2 separate regions of the Macaca mulatta genome follow, and region 1 is linked to region 2. Evidence: chromatin contacts called from public Hi-C data. All regions are on one chromosome and are shown on one strand. Each heading gives the region's core, a stretch centred on a gene start, on an enhancer-like site or on the middle of the called end of the contact. The rest is flanking DNA. Distances are from core to core; before and after follow the strand shown.

Region 1 (6,482 bases), core at 1,314-3,813, 440 kb before region 2:
CTAAAAACATTTCAAGATAACACACAAGTTTATTTAAATTTAAATTTTCTGGCAAGTATGCTCCTCCTAATTTTGTTTTTTTAAAAATCAACAAATGGTGAATATAAAAATCCCCAAATCACACAATTGGAGAAAAATCAAAACTCCCATGAAATGAAATGATGCCAAGTCATAGCTGAGAGTAGCTGCAAAGAGCTAAAGGCCAACTTAGACTAGGCAGTCTCACCTGAAGGCTCTCTACGACAGGCACAGGTGTGACTGGGGCAAGGACAGGGCCCATTCCCTCGTAAAATGTATACTCTGCCTTATCTGTGCTAATGATTGTCCAGGAAGCGCCATCATTTATCATCTCTTTATTTGGTTCTTTTGGACATGGAGTGGCCTAATAAAGAAAGAAGTTTAGAAACTAAGTTTTATACAGTTTGCATACAGTTTTATACAGTTTGCATCTCTTAACTCAGACAAGAGTTAAGAGAATTCAGTAAAAACTTATAAACTTTCTAAAGCATGGTGTTTTGCCCATCCCTACATAAACACAAACAGAATACTAATACAGAAACCCCACAGACAGCAGTTTTTCTTATAATACAAACTATTTCAGTGACATATTAAATAATAATAACTTTCAGAGCAACCATGAGTACACCAATGCAGGTACAAATTTCATTAATAGCAGGTCAATATCTGTGATGTAAATGGCTGTTTAAAACTCTTCGGGAACTCCTAAGAAAGAGAATGGGGGTCCTCATGCTTAGGCAACAGCTAGAAGCTTATGCACGTTCTATAGGAGGGAATCAAGATGGGAAGGCAAAGCACCTACCCCTTCCTTAACACACCTAGACCAGGGACTCAGCATGCCCATCAGTGTGTGTGTGGCCATCTCTCTGGAAAGGAGTTTCACATGAAACTGTGACTATCTTATTAAATCATCTGCCCATGTCATAACCTCATGAAAGCCTTCTGAGTAAATGTAAAACATTAGCTTTTAAAGCATGTCATCGTTACTATCTTGGGAAACCACGATGTAAATCTGATGAGATTTTGAGCCTTCACCCAGAAAAATGCTTCGTCTATACAATGTTTGCACACAATTTCAGAAGATTCAATGAGCACTGAAAATCTATTTTTGGATATCCTGAGGGGCTCTTTGTTCTTCAACTAAGAACCCTAGAACTAGATGTTAACTCTTTCTCTGAGAACGTTTTCATAATTTTGAGTTCTTCCTTGAGGAAGGATTGCTTGCATGTCTGAGGATTGTGTGTTAAGGATGCTCATACCTGAGATCCCTATCTGTGTATAGCTTCATGCATTTGTATATAATTAACAGCAAATGAAAATTTCATATTTTTGCAAGATGATAACCTCACAGTTTGTATATTTTAGATTTCACCAGTAATTTAAAAACATACCTGAAATTGAATTATTCTTTCTTGAGAAAGGCACAAGTACATTCTTTCTGTATCCTTAAGGTAAAACGCACATTTATGGAGTTGTGACACAGGATCATCTGCATCCAATAATGCGGTCTGCTTATCAACTTTCCTAATTATCTATATTTGACAATTAAGAAATAAAAGGTCATCAATACATGGAAAGGATTTTCCTTGTGTACATCAAAAGTACATAGAAGTTATATACTGTATAATAATACATCAGTTATTTGTCATATGCCTACTATATAAAAACATTCACAAACAAAAAGACTAGGAATGAAAAACACTTTTAGATTGCAAGCAGGTCAGAATATAGAAATTGTTACCCTCTTCCCTGAACATCTAAAAAAAAAAAAAATCAGGCAGGCAGGCACTTGTTTTCTAGGTCAGTACTTTTCAAACATTAATGCGCACTGAAATGAGCTGGGGTTCTTGTGAAAAACACAGGTTCTGATCTAGCAGGACCCTTGTGGGGCCTGATATTCTGCATTTCTAACAAAATCCCAGGCGATGTTAATACTGCTGGCCTACAGACCATATTTTGAATAGCAAGTTCTGATGATATTTTCCAATAATATGCATAAAATGACAAATATTCCAACATCAAACGGAAAAATCTCTAGAAGGCTACTGTCAGTGCAAACATCTTATATCCATTATCCAAAACTTACGTATTTAAAAACATAACAAAATTAAACTCATTTTATAGATTACAAAATGGGCTTAGAAAGGTCAGATAAATTGCTAAAAATTACCAGTTTAGTAGCTGAAGGACCAGAATATGTCCTGATCCCAGGGCTGGCTGCCTGTCCAAATGATCTCTAAATCTTATAATCCAACTAGTCCACAAAACACATGAATATCTGAAAGATAATACTATCAAACCCTATATGACACTTGACACCTAGAATTAATGGCTAAGGAGATGATGATGATGAAGAGCAAGATTGGACACGGAACTTTTACTCTTAGTTTCCTTCTCTATCCATCACTTCCAACAACATACAAACATAACTATCGCTCACCTCAGAACCAAAAGTAAAGAAAGCCCTGACTACATGCCTGCCCTCCCTCTCACTACCTGTTCCTCCGGAAATGCCTCTTCCTGTCTCATCTCCTACAGCCTCTCCCCTTTTATCTCAAAGACTCCACTACAACTGCTTTTCAAAGCCACCAAGGATTTCCAGACAGATGTATCTCATGACACTTTTCTGTCCACATTTTAGTTCATTTTCTCAGAAGCTCTCAACACATTTTGCCTTCAGAACCACACCTGCTCCAACTGACCTTTAGAGTGCCCAGAGGCGAGTTCTCAGCCCTCTTTTCCGCTCTTTATAATCTATACTGTTTAAAATTTAAAGGTTGACAACTCCTAAATTAATTATCTCCAGACTTATCTTCTCTCCTGCATTCAACTTGTATGTACACTTAACTACCTATTCAACATTTCCACTTATGATGTCTAACAGGCATCTCAAGCTTACCATATCAAAAACAGATTTTTTGATTTCCTCCTAAACTTGATCCTTCCCCAACTCATCTAGATCAATAAATGGCACCAACATTCACTCAATCCAAAAACCTTGAGTTATCCTTAATGCTTTGCTTTCTCTCATATCCAACCATCCAATCTCCCAGCAAATTCCGTCAGGTCCACTTTCAAACAAATCTGTCACCCCTCAACACCTTACTACTATGATCCTGGGTCTAAGATACTATCAACTCCTGCCTCAATTACGACCACAATCCAAGCACCTGTCTCTCTGCTTCCACGGCCACATCACTATGCTCTCTTCTTCATCCAGCAGCCAGACGTATGCTTCTAAACAAAAATGGGCCGTTATGTTTAAAACCCTCCAGTGGCCTTCTAACATAGAGAGATAATATGAAGTCCTAACCCTAGATACAGAGAGGGATCCTACAAGATCTTGCCTAGTACTAATCTTACAGCTTCGGTTCTTGCCACTTGACCTCTCCTCCCTCCACTCCAGCTCCATTGGTTTCTTTACTAGTCATCACACATCCCCTGCCTTCAGTTCTGTACTTGTTCTGTTTGCCTGAAATGCTCCTCCCTCAGTTGGCAGTTCTTTGACTTCATTCTGGTCTCTTCAAATACTGCGCCTTCAAAAAGACTTCCCTGACCTCTCTAAGCGCTCTTCCAATTCTCTATCCTTTTATTATCTTGTTTTGTCTTCTCATCACTACATAAATCCTTTACATGGATATCTGGCTTATCACCCTACCAAAATGTAAACTCCATGAGGAGAGGCACTCGACTTTGCATGTCAGAATTCCTCAGTCATGAAACCCCTAGAAAGATTTATTTATCAGCATCTTAATAATGGTACTGCAACTTTTTCTAGTAAGTTAATGTTTTATTGCAACATTTTAATATAAAGCCATACAGTTTTGAGTGTAAAAACTTCAATTAATGACGACTTTCAAGTAAGGCAGACTACTGGTACTTTACAAACAACTATAAATGAAAACACTGTTTTAAATTTGGGCCTGTCTTCTAAGTGGTTTGTATTATAAATTATTGGGGATCAGAATCATCCTCCTAAATTGTGCTTCTGCAGTACAAGCATTTAACACTAAAGCAAACAAACATCATCCTTGGAACAGAGAAAATGAATGAGAAGAGAAAAAAATGAATAAATGCTGATTCAGATCTTGTGCTTGCTTCTGTCTCCTGCTCTGTTTTTCATGCCCTTCATTCCCTAATGTTACCCTTTTTATTACAATTTGTCTCAACTGCAAAGCTTTACAGATTACTATTACTATACTTCATGTCTTTAGCTTATTGCATTGACATGGGAAATAAAATCACCTTGTACAATCATGACAGAGGGCAAAAAAAAACAGTAACACAGAAATGAATCACTGGCTTAGAAAATTGTAGATCAACCCGGCCTCTGCTGAAATGGCCCCAGAAAATAAAAGCCAGTGGAATATTGCACCAAAAAGATAAATAGAAGGCATGTTTAGGAACATTAATACTAAATGTTCTTCTACTCACCCAACCTCTTCAGTTTGACCTTGAATGAAACTTACTCATAAATCCCCTTCATCTTGAATATAAATAAATTGTATTGTTTCAGAAAAGGAGAGGGAAAATTGGGAGGGGGTGGCACTATAGAGCACTTTTGTTTTCATTTAACTAACAAAAGCAGTTTTTACAGTTTAAGATCTCCTTTTTAGTGGTTGTTGAGATAGGATCTCACTCTGTTGCCCAGGAAGTCCAGTGGTACGATCACTGCTCACTGTAGCCAGGACCTCCCAAGCTCAAGTGATCCTCCCACTTCCGCTTGAGACTACAGGTGTGCACCACCACGCCTGGCTAAATTTTTTTTTTGGGTGGGGGGGGGCGGCGCGGGGTAAAGACAAGGTCTGACCATGTTGCCAGGGCTAGTCTCGAACTCCTGAGCTCAAGTGATGCCAGGGCTACTCACCTCTCCTTCTCCTGCCTTCACCTGTTGAAGTGCTGGGATTGCAGGTATGAGCCACCATGCGTGGCTGAGTTTCAATGTCTTCTATTGAACAAAAGCCCTAAATCCTATGCTCCTCTCCCAAAGTTAGAAACACCAATTTTATTTAAGTTTTAATAAATCTATCTTCTTGTGAGACAGTAAGCTAACAAAAATTATGCTTATATTTTAAAAGAAATATGAATTTCTTCTTTATGAAAACTTGGTCCTACATTGGGATATGGCAGGTACCACAAAAAAATGAATACATTATCTGAATTAGTAAAGAAAACAAATGTAATTTATAGTGCCCTCTACTGAACATCTTCAGATAAACAGCTAAAAAGGAAATTGCCACCAAAATATATTGGAAATCATTTAAGAAAAAATCATTAAGAATGTACTTGTAAAAACTGGCTAATTACCTTAAAGCATTTCTGAAATAAGGTACAGTATAACTGTCAATTATAAACAGCTCTGATTACTAACACATCTTTTAAAATTAAAAAGCATAAAATTGAGGTGTGTTTTTCCATTTGAATGTTGTGACTTTCCTGTTTAAAGAATTAATTTTTACTTCACATTATCACTAAAGCAAAAGTAGAGCCATACCAATCTTGGTAGTGCCATGCCAGTAACTGAGCACACAAGTTTGACTGTTTGTCCATAATGGATGTAGCCATCTCGGACTGTGAATTCTTCTCCTTCTGATTCATCATCATCCACTACAGTAGGTGGAAAAAGAAATCAAATTGTTACCTTTTTGAATTCATTTTATGATTAGGCAAATGACAAAACTTAATATATCCATATATCGCATCAAAAGAATTTAACGATTTCACACTAAAAACATTCATTGCACATTTTTATACTCACAGAGATGAATAAAAAATGCTCCCCACTGCTGTGAACTGGCATGAAAATTACCTCCTTCTACATGCAAGTATCTGGTACTAACTGTCTGGGATCGTAGTCGATTAAACAGAGCCACCTTTGTTCCTGAGGCAATGCATACTGCAAAGAAAAAAGAGCTCTTATTTATGTGATTGGAGCAAAAGGTGGGGAGGGAGCAAAAGAGGAAATTCTGCTTGGCAGTGTATAATTATTCTTTCTTATCATTTAACAGTTTGACAAATATTTTCACTTTCCAAGACAGTATAGATGACACCAAAAAAAGAAGTCAAGGTAACTGTTACTAATAATGTCAAGCTAATGATATCAAATGTCCATAAAAATAATTTTACAGTGAAAGCTACACAGTATGTTTAATGTGGTGCTGATTATTACAGAAAAACTTACTTTTAAAATAATGAATGTTAGACCGTAGAAATTTAAATGATGATCTATTTAAAGGATGTGTATCTAAATATACTGGTAAGAAAATATTTTCCTGGAATATCACTGAATGGAAAAGCAGACTATAAAATACTCTGTACGCTGTGGTTCCACTAGGCAAATGTATACATTTTTAATATGAGTTTTCATCCAATTACACAGAATACATGCATAGAAAAGGGACTAGAAGGATGTTTATCAGAGTTGATGGTAAATGCCTCTGCATACTGTGATTTTAGAAAATTCT
Region 2 (7,496 bases), core at 2,488-4,987:
AATGAGTCTGTTCTCATTAGCATTGATTCTAGTCCTGCTGAGACAACAAGGCATAGATAAATGGTCCACATCCATCCTTAAAAGTGCACAGCAATTGTCCAAATGAACCACACTCTACACTGGCTGAGCTTTCAATTACAAAATGCAATCAGTTACAATGACACAATGGGGCATTACAGTAATCCGTCACTGAAATCATATGGAGCTGCCAACTCTGTGTGCTGCCACCAAGATCTTGGCCCTTTGAGCCTGCCTCTCCTGCCAGCCAACTCTGCCTTTAGGCAAGGATTCCCAGCATCCCCCTGGGTAATTCCAGACCTGGAGTCACTTCTTTCACACTCTGGGCTCTGACCCCATCTCAGGTCCTGCCTGTGGCTCTTTGGCTGTCTGCCAACAGATTCTGCCCCTTCTCACCCAAATTTCAGGCCCATGGACTCAATCCCCAGTCCTGGTAATAGTGAAAGATGAATTCCCACTCCACGGGCCAGGCTCTCTGTGACCGTCTTAAGGAGGTGGTATGGCAGAGAGACCAGCCACAGGCTTGGGTTGAGTCCTGGCTCTGCCACTGGGAGGTTTTTTAACTCCTCCAAGCCTCAGTTCTCTCAGTTGATAACAATATCTAACTCACGAAGCAGCTATGAGGATCAGGGAAGGTGATCCATTAGTAAAACTATTATGAGACATGAACTTATCCTTATGGAACTGTACTCAGAAGAAAAAAGCCAAGTTATCTTCATTTATGAAACGTCAACAATGAAGCAAGTCAAGTGAAACAAAAGCACCATCTTGGATTTCAGTAAACTCATGCACCAGCAACATGCACCATCTAATTTTGTTTCTGAAATACATTGTTGTCTGAATTCAGTATCTACCACTCCGGTCATCCCAAATGAAAGTGGACAGAGGATCAGTGACTTGGCTCGTGCTTTCTTGGATAAGTATAATGTGGTGCTCACACATTATGGGGCTCTGTGCAGCAATGAGGAACCACAAACTGGATGCACATACACAGTAACGCGAGCAGATCTTAAAAAACATAATAGAGGACATCGAATGCCACTCTGTACCCAGCCCCATTCCAAATACTTGACATAGCTTAACTCATTCAGTTCTCACCAAATCCCAAGAGGTACACAACATCATTATCTCCAATGTGCAAAGAGAGGCATGGAAAAATTCAGTAACCTGCTCATCATCTTATATAGCAGAGGAGCTGGGATTTGAACCGGGCAGCCTACATGCTTCACCTCAATTCTGTATTAAATGTATACACATGCTTACACACACACACACACACACACACACACACACACGGACATTTACTTTATTTTTGTATTTATTTATTTATTTTTGAGACAGAGTTTCGCTCTTGTTGCCGAGGCTGGAGTGCAATGGTGCGATCTCGTCTCACCACAACTTCTGCCTCCCAGGTTCAAGCAATTCTCCTGCCTCAGCCTCCCGAATAGCTAGGATTACAGGCGCCTGCCACCGAGCCCAGCTAATTTTATACTTTTAGTAGAGACGGGGTTTCTCCATGTTGGTTTCTCCATGTTGGTCAGGCTGGTCTTAAACTCCCAATCTCAGGTGATCCGCCTGCCTCGGCCTCCCAAAGTGCAGGGATTACAGGTATGAACCACCTGCCTGGCCTCACACACGAACATTGATACAGCAGGACCTTCAGCACACCACCATTCTGCCTATGCCAAACTGCCAGTTTGTTCTCAATAAATCTCTGCCTTTCCTCTGCTCTTCCTTGTATCCCAGGGAACTACAATTGCCAGCTCTCGTGGCTCTGACTTGTGGGTTGGTTTAGGGAATGGGAAACTGGTAGAAGATTAGAGAGGGGGAGACGGGAGAGCCAGGGTGTTCCTCTGTGTCTGTTTCCTCTGGTAGCTCCTACAACCCTGCTTCTCTTCCTTGGCTCTGCCTTCTGCCAGATGGCCCCTCCTCCATTGTTTCAGATCCTGCCAGCGGTCCCTACATTGGAGTCCCAGTCATAAAGCACTAGCATCATCCTTCCTATTGCTCCTCCAGCCCTAGGTGGCTTCCTGAGGTTGATAATCTGTGGTTCATCTATTTATCTTCTCAGTTTGCCTATCAACTTGTGTAACCAATTCCCTATATTAAATTTCCTCTGTTTGAAAGACCTAGAGTGGTGTCTAATTTTCTTGCTAGATCCAGACTAATAACTCATTTGTGTGAATTAAAAATCTATGCTTGCTCTGGTGGAAGATGTACTGACCTGTGAATCAAGATGCCTGGGATGGAGGCAAGTGCTGTCCCAACCCAGTGTGAAACTTCAAGCTCTTTGTCTGTCCTTCTTAGACTTTGGATGTTTCTCTTTTTTATGAAAACTTTTTTTTTTTTTTAACTTTATAGAGATCGGGTCTTGCTATGTTTCCAGGGAGGAGTACAGAGGTATGATCATTGCTTACTGCAGCCCTGACCTCAGTCTCCCGAGTAGCTGGGACTACAGGTGCACGCCACCACACCTGGCTAATGTTTTGATTTGTTTTGTAGAGATGGGGTCTTGCTGTGTTCCCCAGGCTGGTCTCAAACTCTTGGTCTCAAGCAATCTTCCCGCCTCAGCCTCTCAAAATGCTGGGATTCCAGACATGAGCTACCATACCCAGCCTAGATTTTGGATTTCTAATTTGCAACGTTAATGTTGGATTAGGTGCTTTTTTTAAAAAGTGCATTCTTACTCAAACTTTTTGAATATGTGTGTTTGTGTTTGTGTCTGTGTGTGTGTGCAGGCATGCATGCATGTGTGCTCAAGATCACAGATTTTTTTCTATGGATAATATGAATTCAAAGATATGTATGAATCACATTAAAGCAGCTGCCTTTGGAGTACAGAACAGGGTCAAAAAAGAGTAAAAAGACAATCAGAAGCCAGGCGCAGTGGCTCACGCCTGTAATCCCAGCTAATTGGGAGGCCAAGACCAGGGAATCACCTGAGGTCAGGAGTTCAAGACCAGCCTGGCCTACATGGTGAAATCTCGTCTCAACTAAAAATACAAAAATCAGCCAGGCGTGGTGGCACAAGCCTGTAATCCCAGCTACTTGGAAGGCTGAGGCAGAAGAATCACTTTAACACAGAAGGCGGAGGACGCAGTGAGCTGAGATCACACCACTGCACTTCAGCCTGGGTGACAGAGTGAGACTCTGTCATCAGAAAGTCCCGGTACTGATCAAGAATGAAAACATGAAATAACCACAATATGAACCTGAGGTTCCATACACTTATTTCTTTATGTCCCTTTGTTCACAGAGACGCCCAAGTTTGGGTGATAATATCTGACTTCAGGCCCAGCATTCATATCACACGTAAGGATGCGCAAAGCTGGGAAGTGGGCAAGTGTCCCATCTGAGCCTCCCACAGAGCCCCTCAGTGCCTCTCCCTGTCCTGTGGTGATGACTTCCATCCCCGGATGTCCTCTGCTATGTGGTCCCTGGCTGCCCAGAGCTCCCAGACGAAGGGAGGTTCTATTACTAAGGTAGCAGAAAGCAGATATTAGGGGACAACAAGTAGTTTCTGCCAAAACAGAGTGCCATCTTTTGGGAAGCTCTCGGGTAGCTGACGGAGAGTAGGCTGTGCTGCTGAGGCTGACGCAGGGTAAAAAGGTCTCAGTGAGGAAACCAGCCCTTCGTCGCAAAAGCACCTGGAGAGCAATGCAACACAGCACACAGCGTGGTTCCTAACCTGTCGGCCAGCCCACGTGCTGCCGTCCAGAGCTAGAGGTGTCACCAATCACCTTCCACATTCACCCTCGGTGCTCCTAAAACAACGGGAAGCCTTTTCTGGGTGTGTGTGTGTGAGGGTGTGTGTGTGTGTGTGTGTGTGTGTGTGTGTGTGTGTGTGTGTGTGTGTGTGTGTGTGTGTGTGTGTGTTTTCCACAGCCACTTTACGGGCCAGCCTCGCCCTGAGAATGGGGAGGGAGAAGGCGGTTCAGCCAGGGCAAGCTGCTTGCGCCATCTAGCGCTCCGATGGAGAACTGGCTCCCGCGCATTCTCTGAACTGAGATTTCCGACGCCTGCTCCGAGCTCTCCAACCTCCATCTGCTTTTTTCAGAACCTTCATAGCTTGCCAATTTGCAAATATTGGGAAATCACTTTGCCTTGCGATCTTCAAGGAGTAAATCTACTGAGCCCATTGCCAGTAGAACCCGCAGAGGCTGCCAGGCAATTACCTAACCCCCAAGAGGCCCCTGGCAAATTGGACATTCTGGGCATTTAAAACCTGCCATTCTCATGCACAGAATTGTAGGAAACATGGGCTCCAAATTTTATCATCAGAATCTCTCAGGGGCGACTGTTGCCTTTCCTAAGAAAACAGTCTCTCTCCTGAGGTGTGAAGGCATCTGCTTTCCAGAGTCCCCCACTGCCACTCTCTCTAAATAACAATTTGTAAACCAGTTGTTGGTTCACATTTAAAATTGCGAGCCATGTTTTCTTTTCCCCCTATAGGAGAGAAGAAGCTGGTTGTTTCAGGATTCATTAAGCCCTAATTTCTTCACCAGCATTCTGAGCGTAAATGGCTTGGCTGTTCCATTCCATGTTTAAGACGTACTGAAATAGGCCCTATCCTGAGACATTAACTTTCAGCAGTAACTGCTAGAAAAGGACCTTGATTTATTTGTAACCAGCTGATGTTATCATTGACAGGAAAGACTAATAACATGAGAAATAAACTTGAGCACTGAATTAGGGGGCAAAATTTGGGAGCCCACCTTAGTTATGTTTTGTTCTGAAATAACCAAGAACAAAGACAGGAGGCAAGCACAGGATGGACATGAATGAATTCCTAATTATTGAAACAATTTATTTGACACTCTGCTACCCGGGAGAGAAGTAGAGTGCTTTTTGTCTTTCCCCTCAAAGACTTTATTGCTATTTTGATCAGAATTGTCAAGAACATGTTTCCCTAATAACGCAGCCAGTGATTTCATTTCGCCTTAGGGCCACGGTCACCCATCAGCTTGTAGGACTCCCTGTCCCTCTCTGTTATGAGTGCAGGGAGACGACAGAGGAAAGGAGGGTATAGGTTGGACGGGAAGCGGAAGAGACTTTTCTCTCCCCTTTTTCCAAGCATCAAAAGTGCATCAGTGGCAAGGAGGAATTGCCTTTTAGTTTAGTTGGATTTTGACAGGCCCCTTTTATTTTCCCGTCAGCTCCTCAATTCAGGCAATTTCACGGCTTCTTTTCTGCTGCTGAGATATGTTTGTGGCAGCAGGGTTGTTAGCTGCAGCCTCAGGCTGAGGAGCCAAATTGCTAAGCAGCCTTGCTTTGACTGCAGCCCAGACCCGCTCAGAAGGCTTTGCTAGCAACCCAGGGACAGTCCAGACCTAACAGGGCCATCAGGCCAGCCCGAAGGGCGACAGTGTGTCCTGGTTCATTATTCAGCCCAGTTAGATGGCTGAGAGCTGTCTGTATATTTACTTTCAATGAACCGAAATATCATAAAATAGACCTCATTCATTCATTTAACAAGTAAGCATTTATTGAGAGCCATGCTAAAGCTCTGCTGAATGTAATTAGCCGATTAAGCCAAACTGCGCTAAAGAGAGTTCCAGGCAGAGGGAGCAGCAAGTCCAATGTCTAGGTCATAGGTTTGGCCTGTTTGAGGAAAAGCAGGAAGATAGGAATAGCTGGAGGGCAGACACTGAGGGGCAGAGTGGCGGGGAGATGAGAGCAAAGATGGGAGCCTGGGCTGGGAGGCCACACCGTGTACAGCCTTCTAGGCCACAGTAGGGACTTTGGGTTTTGGACTATGTATGATGGGAAGCCACTATGGAGTTTGAAGACCATGTTGTTTCCAGCCCCAAAGGGGCTTTAAAATGCCATGGCCTCTAGGATGAAACACTTCCTCAGCATGGCACCCAGCCAGCCAGCTTCTCCTCTGCGCTCTCCTCCTGCCTCACCACCCCACTCTCATCTCCACATATACCCACCATAGCTCTGTCTTGTGTTCCAAAGGCAACATCCCTTTATCTGCCTGGGAAACACCTACCTACCCTTCAAGACCCTGCATATCCACCACTGCCTTTATCAAGCCAACCTTGACTGTCTTACGCTGTGAATCCCCCTATTCTTTGCCTCGGAGCCTCTTGGACACAATCCTATTATATAGGGTCCCTGTCATTTCTAAGGGTCTCCCTGCCTTCCAAGACTGGAGGCCCTAGATGGGGGAATCCCGTGTGGGGCTGGGGCAGAGTCAGCAAAATAAGTGTGTTAAATTCTCCTTGGGTGGATGAGCAAATGAACAAGTGAAGGGGTAGCTGAGGAGAGCTAACCCATGAACTCCCTACCAGCCACCCACTCCACAGTGTGAAGAACGGATGACGGGTTGGTTGGGAGGTGGGCTGCCTCAGTTCAAATTCAGCCTGCAGCAAGTATTTCCCAGGTGACTTCTGGCAAATTTCTGTGCATTCACTTCTTTATATATAAAATAGAAAGGGTCATAATGCCATGCTCTGCCCACAGGTTGCTGAGAGGATTAAATAAATCAGTACATAAAAGCACTTAGGGCCAGGCACAGTGGCTTATGCCTGCAATCTCAGCACTTTGGGAGGCCAAGGCGGGCAGATCACTTGAGGCCAGGAGTTCAAGACCAGCCTGGCCAAGATGGTGAAACCCCATCTCTACTAAAAATACAAAAATTAGCCAGGTGTGGTGGCAGGCACCTGTAATCCCAGCTACTCGGGAGGCTGAGGCAGGAGAATCACTTGAACCCAGCAGGCAGAAGTTGTGGTGAGCCGAGATTGTACCATTGCATTCCAGCCTGGGCAACAGAGCAAGCCTCTGTCAAAAACAAAAACAAAAACAAAGAAACCAGCACTTAGAATAGGGCCTAGCACAGTAGTCACTTGGTAAGTGTGAGTCTTATTAAGGCTGTTTTGTTGTTGCAAGGGAAGGGAGCTGAGGGATGCAGAGAGGGGAATTCAGGGGAGAGTGAGAATCTTTGTGGGGGGTGGCGAGCTTGCCGCTTTCTTCTCCAGCTTTGTCTGGGGTTGTTCTGAACCACAGGTGCCCTGCCTATAAGGCGTGTGTCAGAGGCTCTTAGAGGGAACCATTTTTTCATTAATCTCCCAGTAATGTCATGGGAAAGTCAAATTGCTTCTTATTCTCAAACCCTTTCCCTTCCTGGAAGCTTTTGCCGCTCCCTTTTCGATGGAAGGAGGTCGGGCTGGGGTTGGGCTGGGAGCCAGAACACTTGGTTTGGAGTTCTTGCTCTGCCATCTGTCCCATCAATGTCCTTGGGCAAGAGGTGTGACCTCTGAGAATCGAAGTCCTCAGCTGGTCTGAGATCTTCCTCTGTAGGCTGCCGTGGGGTCCAGGCAGCGCTTCTGTGCTCAGGCTATGGAGTCAGGCTTTCTTTTTTTTTTTTTTTTTTGAGACAGAGTCTTGCTCTGTTGCCCAGGCTGGAGGTCAGTGGTGCCCTCTCCCCGCCTCCCGGGTTCAAGCGACTCTTGTGCCTCAGCCTCCTGAGTAGC

What was found. Hi-C and Micro-C count contacts between places; a contact is called where the count stands out from the background.
Region 1: a contact with region 2 is called in a Hi-C map of CD4 T cells, with 4 times the contacts expected there. The contact joins two enhancer-like sites. A contact is called at or near these places in 3 of 14 Hi-C or Micro-C datasets (CD4 T cells, cortical neurons and liver).

What each region holds. Positions count from the first base shown.
Region 1 is chr5:25,463,427-25,469,908 of T2T-MMU8v2.0, reverse strand. RBPJ (recombination signal binding protein for immunoglobulin kappa J region) reads right to left here. Exons shown (of 12, transcript NM_001260693.1): 7 at 5,777-5,914; 8 at 5,513-5,625; 9 at 1,410-1,550; 10 at 227-382. Among named protein-coding and RNA genes, the nearest start is that of CCKAR, 62 kb to the left of the region's middle. Within about 2 kb of position 2,563, at least 5 of the 40 cell types and tissues checked have an H3K27ac peak or open chromatin away from gene starts, as enhancers often do. A contact at or near this core is called in CD4 T cells, where this site is marked.
Region 2 is chr5:25,021,437-25,028,932 of T2T-MMU8v2.0, reverse strand. No RefSeq gene overlaps it. Among named protein-coding and RNA genes, the nearest start is that of SMIM20, 73 kb to the right of the region's middle. Within about 2 kb of position 3,737, at least 11 of the 40 cell types and tissues checked have an H3K27ac peak or open chromatin away from gene starts, as enhancers often do. A contact at or near this core is called in CD4 T cells, where this site is marked.